Linked DNA regions of Zea mays: region 1 is linked to region 2. The links are chromatin contacts, called in public Hi-C maps. All regions are on one chromosome and are shown on one strand. Each heading gives the region's core, a stretch centred on a gene start, on an enhancer-like site or on the middle of the called end of the contact. The rest is flanking DNA. Distances are from core to core; before and after follow the strand shown.

The links. Hi-C and Micro-C count contacts between places; a contact is called where the count stands out from the background.
Region 1: a Hi-C map of tassel shows a contact between it and region 2, with 2.4 times the contacts expected there. The contact joins the promoter of LOC100277899 here to the promoter of LOC100274024 in region 2. A contact is called at or near these places in 3 of 25 Hi-C or Micro-C datasets (ear, endosperm and tassel).

Annotation. Positions count from the first base shown.
Region 1 is chr4:205,832,052-205,835,276 of Zm-B73-REFERENCE-NAM-5.0, forward strand. It overlaps LOC100277899, which reads right to left and starts at 1,726. Exons shown (of 1, transcript NM_001151347.2): 1 at 1-1,726. The coding sequence starts at 1,075. The coding sequence ends at 599.
Region 2 is chr4:205,653,437-205,656,383 of Zm-B73-REFERENCE-NAM-5.0, forward strand. LOC100274024 (ENT domain containing protein) reads left to right here and starts at 1,659. Exons shown (of 8, transcript NM_001148409.1): 1 at 1,659-1,884; 2 at 2,389-2,588; 3 at 2,674-2,783; 4 at 2,905-2,947. The coding sequence starts at 1,857.

The sequences.
Region 1 (3,225 bases), core at 476-2,975, 180 kb after region 2:
CACCGATCTGGCCGGACCGAGACGGGGGGGCAGCCAGCAGTGGTAGTTGTAGTAGCCCTGTAGCTGCCATGTCGCGCTCCCGCCGCTGCAGCGAAAGGGACACCGAAGCCGAAGCAGATCTGAATCTGAACCTGCTCTTGAATCTGACGAGAGGGCGGGTGAGGAGGAAGAACCTTCTCCGCTCTGCTCTTATCTAGCTGAAAGGCTGCGCTTCCGTTGCTTTGAACCTTCTCTGCTCTGCTCTGCTCTGATTCTCGAAGCGGATCCATGGACCATGGCGTGTTCATTCAAGGAGCATGCAAGAAAACAACGACGACGGAAGAACACTAGTTACATGTTCGTTCACGGACCGGACCATTCATGGTCCAGGCCTCCAGCTCGCGGCAACGCTCGATCGATCGTCTTTCCTTCCGAGATCGAGCGATACCACCATACACACGACCACCATATTCTAGTACATATGTAAAAGCCATGCCATATTGCCATATACACCACCGAAAAACAAAATTCAATTGCTTTATTGCGACAGCTGGACCACTGCTGATCCTGTGATCCACGCCCGGCCGCCACCGCCACGGCCGTCCCGCCACCACCCGCATCACGCCTCGCCGTCGTCGAAGTTGCGCGCGTAGCTGACGGAGTCGTAGCCGAAGTCCGGCGGCGCGGCGGCCTTGAGCGGGCGGCCGTCGCGGCCCAGCAGTCGGCGCGCGCCGGCGCGGAGCCTGACCAGGACGTGGCGCCACCCGCCCGGTCCGCCGGCGCAGGCGCAGCGGCAACCGCCCAGCGGCCTTGCCTCGTCGTCGTCGTCGCCGCGGGGCGCGAACGGCGCCGTCACCCACTCCCACCACCGCCGCAGCGCGCCCGCCGCCGCCAGCGCCTTGGCGGTCGGCATCGACCTCGCGCGCCGGAACGCCGCTGCCGCCGAGGACGACAGCCCCGGCGGCGGCCTCACGTGCGCCGAGAACGAGGACACGCGCCGCCGCAGCCTGGTGCCGGCGGCGGCCGCCGTGGTCACCGGGAGCTGCTCCTCGCTCCGCCGCGGCTTGATCGTCTCCAGGATCGCGTCGGTCGCCATTGCGCCGGGGAGTCCGAGCGGGCCGTGGGAGGGAGAGATCTTGGACGCGGGGGCTGGTTGGTAGTAGGCCTGGGGATATTGGGTGACTGAAGAAGAGCGAGCTGGAGCGGCAGCTGTGTTGCGAGCAAGAGCAATCGTGCGTGCCTAGTGCTGTACACCAAACTATGTGTATCTACGTACGTGCTTAACGGGCAGAAAAAGTATAAAGGGAAAAAAAGAGAGCCGAGTGCAGCAACGCCGATTGGCCGTCAATGCGCGCGGCGAACAAGAGCGAGCTCGAGTCTCGCATTGCATTTGCATACCAGCGTCTGCAATGCAAGGGGCGCGTATCGGCGACCTTTCGTGTAGAGGAAGAGTACCTGAACCGACGAAGCCAAAAAGCTCACACGCCATAACGCGCCCCAACAAATTGGGCTGTCTAGTAGGCTGCGGCCCAGGGATTCTACTCCCTCGCATTCTTTTTTCTCGTTCATATCATCACTAGTGTATTGTGCGCGCCCATGCGCGCGTGGAGCAGAGTGATCTGTGTGTATAGCGTGATGTCGTGGTGGATGATGGTAATTAAATAGAAAACTTAAGGGGTGTTTGGTTTATAGGGACTAATGTTTAGTCCCTTCATTTCATTCCTTTTTAGTGTATAAATTGCTAAATATAGAAACTAAAATAAAGTTTTAGTTTCTATATTTGGCAATTTTGGAACTAAAATGAAATAAAATCTAGGGACTAAACATTAGTCCCTAGAAACTAAACACCCCCTTAGTTATACAGTAGATAAATGTTGTAGCATATATTGTAATGCAAACTTAGAGTGGTTTGACAGGTCATACATGCAGTTTGTTTGTAAACAAACAACGTAATATTCATTAAAAAAGGAGTTGGAGGTGGCCTCGAATTAGTTGCCAGGAAATGGAAAGATATGTGTTTTCTCCTACGAGACGCACCAACACACATAAAACAAGACAGCTTGTAGGAGGTTTGTCGTATGCACACAAAAATAGATAAGTAAATGACAATAATATTAAAGAACAAAGATAACAGAAAGAGAATTTCCAATTCTTAGTAAATGGCAACAAACAGAGGACTACAAATACTCGGTAAACAATTGAAAGGAGGCATACAAGAAGACAGAGGCAGACATGAGATGTGAGGGATATGGCACCTTGATAGCTAGATAAGTGTCCCTGGACTCTGCTGCAATGTATGCACAAATAACCATTACATACATCCCTAAAGCACAAGGACAGTCATCAGTCAGTGCAAACAAAAAAAGTAAGAAAACAACCTACCATTTATAGAACACAAACATAATACTCCCTGGACCAAATTATAGTTAGCTTTGTCTTACTTTAAATTTTTATATCTTTGATGAAATGTATAGGAGAATGCACATTCCTAATAACTTGGTCAGTTTTAGAAGATTGATTTAGGACAAAAATAAAGTGTCATGTAATTTAATGCAGAAAAAAATGTGCTATGTATTCACAACGGAGGGAATAACATCTATGCATATAGTCACGCTTCAAGATAATTAAGAATAATAGAACATAATTGAATAATATTGTGTGTTGTTTAAAAACATCCCTTCTTTGTCTCATGCCAAAGGACATGTTCAAAACCAGCCTAAATCTCACTTGCTTAACTATGTCGCTATGTATGGGAGTTTTATTCACATGTGTTTCTTCTATATGCACGGAGGCTGTCTTACACATGCGGGTGTTGAGTTTTTTTTATTAAGTTGAATATTATTTCGACAACGTGAGTGCGATGCAAACATAAAGCAGGATCAAAAGAACCATTTAGAGCCAGCATACCTGGCCGCCAGAATCGTCTGTCTGCTTATTTTGGCACGACGAAAAGGTCGACGACACAGGACCCATCATTTCCTCAAGGGTCGTCTGTCAGCTTTGTTGTAGTTCGTTGACAGGATCACACCCTGCTAATCCACAGGCTACGACAAACCAAAAATGGAAAAAATGCAGGTGGGGGAGGAAAGAGAAAAATGAGATTAATTTGGGATCTGGACCCAGGCACGCCGGAAGTGGATGTCGGAGAGCATCTGCGTGGCGGAGCAAACCTCAAAGCATGACGCCTCGCTGCAGCGGCGAGATGGGAGCTAAAGATCTTCAGCGCGGACACCTTCTACTATGGCC
Region 2 (2,947 bases), core at 409-2,908:
AATTCATGGTGTGAGAAATGAAAATTGATTCTATAGATTTACATACTATTTTTCCGATATACAACTTATAGCACACTCTTTACTTACTTTGCTATAACATAAATATGGTATATAAATATCTCTATCATATGATTTATGGTAATATACAAATATATTACATATATAAATATATGAACTTAATTAGTTTTGTCTAAATTATAATTATTAAAATGGAATTGAATTTCAATGAAACAAATGGGGCCTGAGTATTTTTATGTGAAGGGTCCATTAAGACTCTCAAGTGTTGTTTAGTCACCCAATCAATCTATACTATACTTAAAGCACCAGTTTCAACGGTCGTCATGCGTCATTTTTTTACAAATAACCCCTCACATCTATTTCAAATTAATCCGCTGCACGTCTATAGATACCAAACGACGCCCGACACGGGCTAGATGCATGCGGGCCACAACTATGGCACAGGCACGTCATGCAGGCCTGCTAACTGTATCGGGCCAGCCCGTTAGTCCGTCGATCCATTTAATTAAATCAGCGTAACAACGCCCGACATGGGCTAGATGCACGCGGGCCACAACTATAGCACAGACACGTCATGCCGACCTGCTAACTGTGTCGGGCCAGCCCGTCGATCCATTTAATTAAATCAGCGTAAAATGTTAAAAAATGGTGTGAGAGGTGGGGTTCGAACCAATGCCCTGATAGAAGAAGGGCGGGAGACACTGGGTGAAACTGTCTAACCAGTAGAACATCACGCTAAGATATTTTTAATATTGAATATAAATCGTATATAGGTATATACGGTTTTTTTGTAAAATAAAAAAATAATCGTGTCGGGTCGGACCAGCACTACGGGCCGAGGCTACAGCCCAAGCACGTCATGACGTTCTTGGCTCTTGCAAGCATTATGTCATTTCTGAGACCACATTGGCGCAATAAACTATATGGTGTTTGTGGTTGCTGCATTGGATGGAGCAGCAATGATTTGTCACACTAACAACAAAATGAAAGGTTATTTGTTAGTTTTAAACGTTAGTAATTGCTACGAAGTAGCATAATTTATATGGAGCGTATCCAGTTTTTAATGATGCCTGACTTTAGCAATCACTCCATATTTTGATCTTTCTTTTTTATAAGTTTGACTTCATGGGACCTATTTTAGAAACTTGATCTCACAAACTTTCTCTTATTTGGTCTCTGTATGATGGAATTATGTCATTTTATAATCTCTGTTCATTCAGTCAATCGTTATGAACTCTTTTCTAATCGCTCACTTCATTGGCCATGTTGTACCAAGACATATTTGCATGGAGTAAACAATAACATCAGTTAGCCAAATCAAAAAATATATTACACAGAGAGCGGAGACAATCAATAAAAAATTTTGAAATTTTTTTGATGGATATTGTTGTAAGCTGTCGCAACGCACGGACAACCGACTAGTATTATTAAATAGGTTGGTTACCGTCGCAACACACGGTTATTAGACTAGTTTAACTTATATCTTAAAATGCGATGCGTCTTTAGAAATCTAATTTCGGTTTGACTATTTAGGATATTTTTGTTTGCTGACAGTTCCGTACGAGTTCAAACCAATTTTCTAGGTGCCAAATGGAAAGCGTAGTCCAACCAAAGTGGAAAGTGTGACCGGGATCCCCATCCGTTCCAGCCCCCCCAGAACCCAGAGCTCCAAACCTAGGCCGGAGCCGCGGTGCAAGCAGCTACGTGGATTGGACTTGGACGTCTGGCTCTGGAGGTCCCAAGTTCCCAACGCTTGCTGGAGTTGAGATCTGGTGGGCTTCCGGAGGAGACGCCGACGGTTTGCGAGGTTTGCTGGCTCCGTGGCGTCGCGGAAGGTCATGGAGCACCGCGCCTTCGACTGCAGCGGTGAGTCGCGTCTAGCCGATCCGTCTGGCAAATGCAGAGTTTGATGCGTGCTCGGGGTGGCGTGGTGATGCGATTTTGTATATGTTGATGCTTTCTGAATACTGATGATGGAAGATGGACCACATATTTAGATTACTGGGAGTAAGCACGGGTTTATTTATTGTTTCTTCGTTGCATGTAAATTATTACCATGTAATGTGATGTAATTATCATAGAATTCACAAAAAGTAGCATGGCTGCGTGAAGAATTGGATTGGATAGCATGACTGCTGTAGTATGATTGAGTTGATTTTTTTTTAAAAAAAAACTGAACCGGCTGGAGAGCCTGCTTGTTATATTAAAGAGAGGCAGATCCAGACGGACACTTTGATAATTTATCATTGTGGAAACAACATAAAGCTATGGAACTTATCTGAACACCACTAATCTGGAACCTGAGTTTACTGTTTCAGAGAAGTTTCTGGTATTTGCATTATTTTGTATTGACTATTTGTCTGATTTCAGGGAGTGATGATGATCTCCCTCCAACATATCAAATTAGAGTACCGAGAATGCATTTCAGTGGGAACAGAAGGCAATTAGCAGGCCCATTTTCTCAGCCAAGACCACACAACAAGTTGGATAGCGATATACATCAGATTGAGCAACAGGCATATACTGGTGTTCTTAGAGCATTCAAAATGCAATCGGATGCCCTGACATGGGTAATTTCATCAATGGAAAATTACTGGTGACTACTGTGGCATATTATATTCCTTACCGAAATTTTTTAACAAAGGTCTTGTGCAGGAAAAAGAAAGTCTAATTACTGAACTAAGAAGAGAGTTGAAAGTCTCTGATGTGGAACACAGGATGCTATTAAACATGGTCAATGAAGAGGAGGCTATCCATAGAATAAGGTACCGGGTAGGCCTGTATAAAGGTTAAAGCATTTGCATTCATTGAGGTGAACAAATTGATAACTTCAATAATGATTCCATGATCTTTAAAGTGTGCTTTGTATTTTCTAAACTTCTGTAGGCAGTCAAGGCAGGGATGTGGAATGCAATCTAGCTTGCCTTAT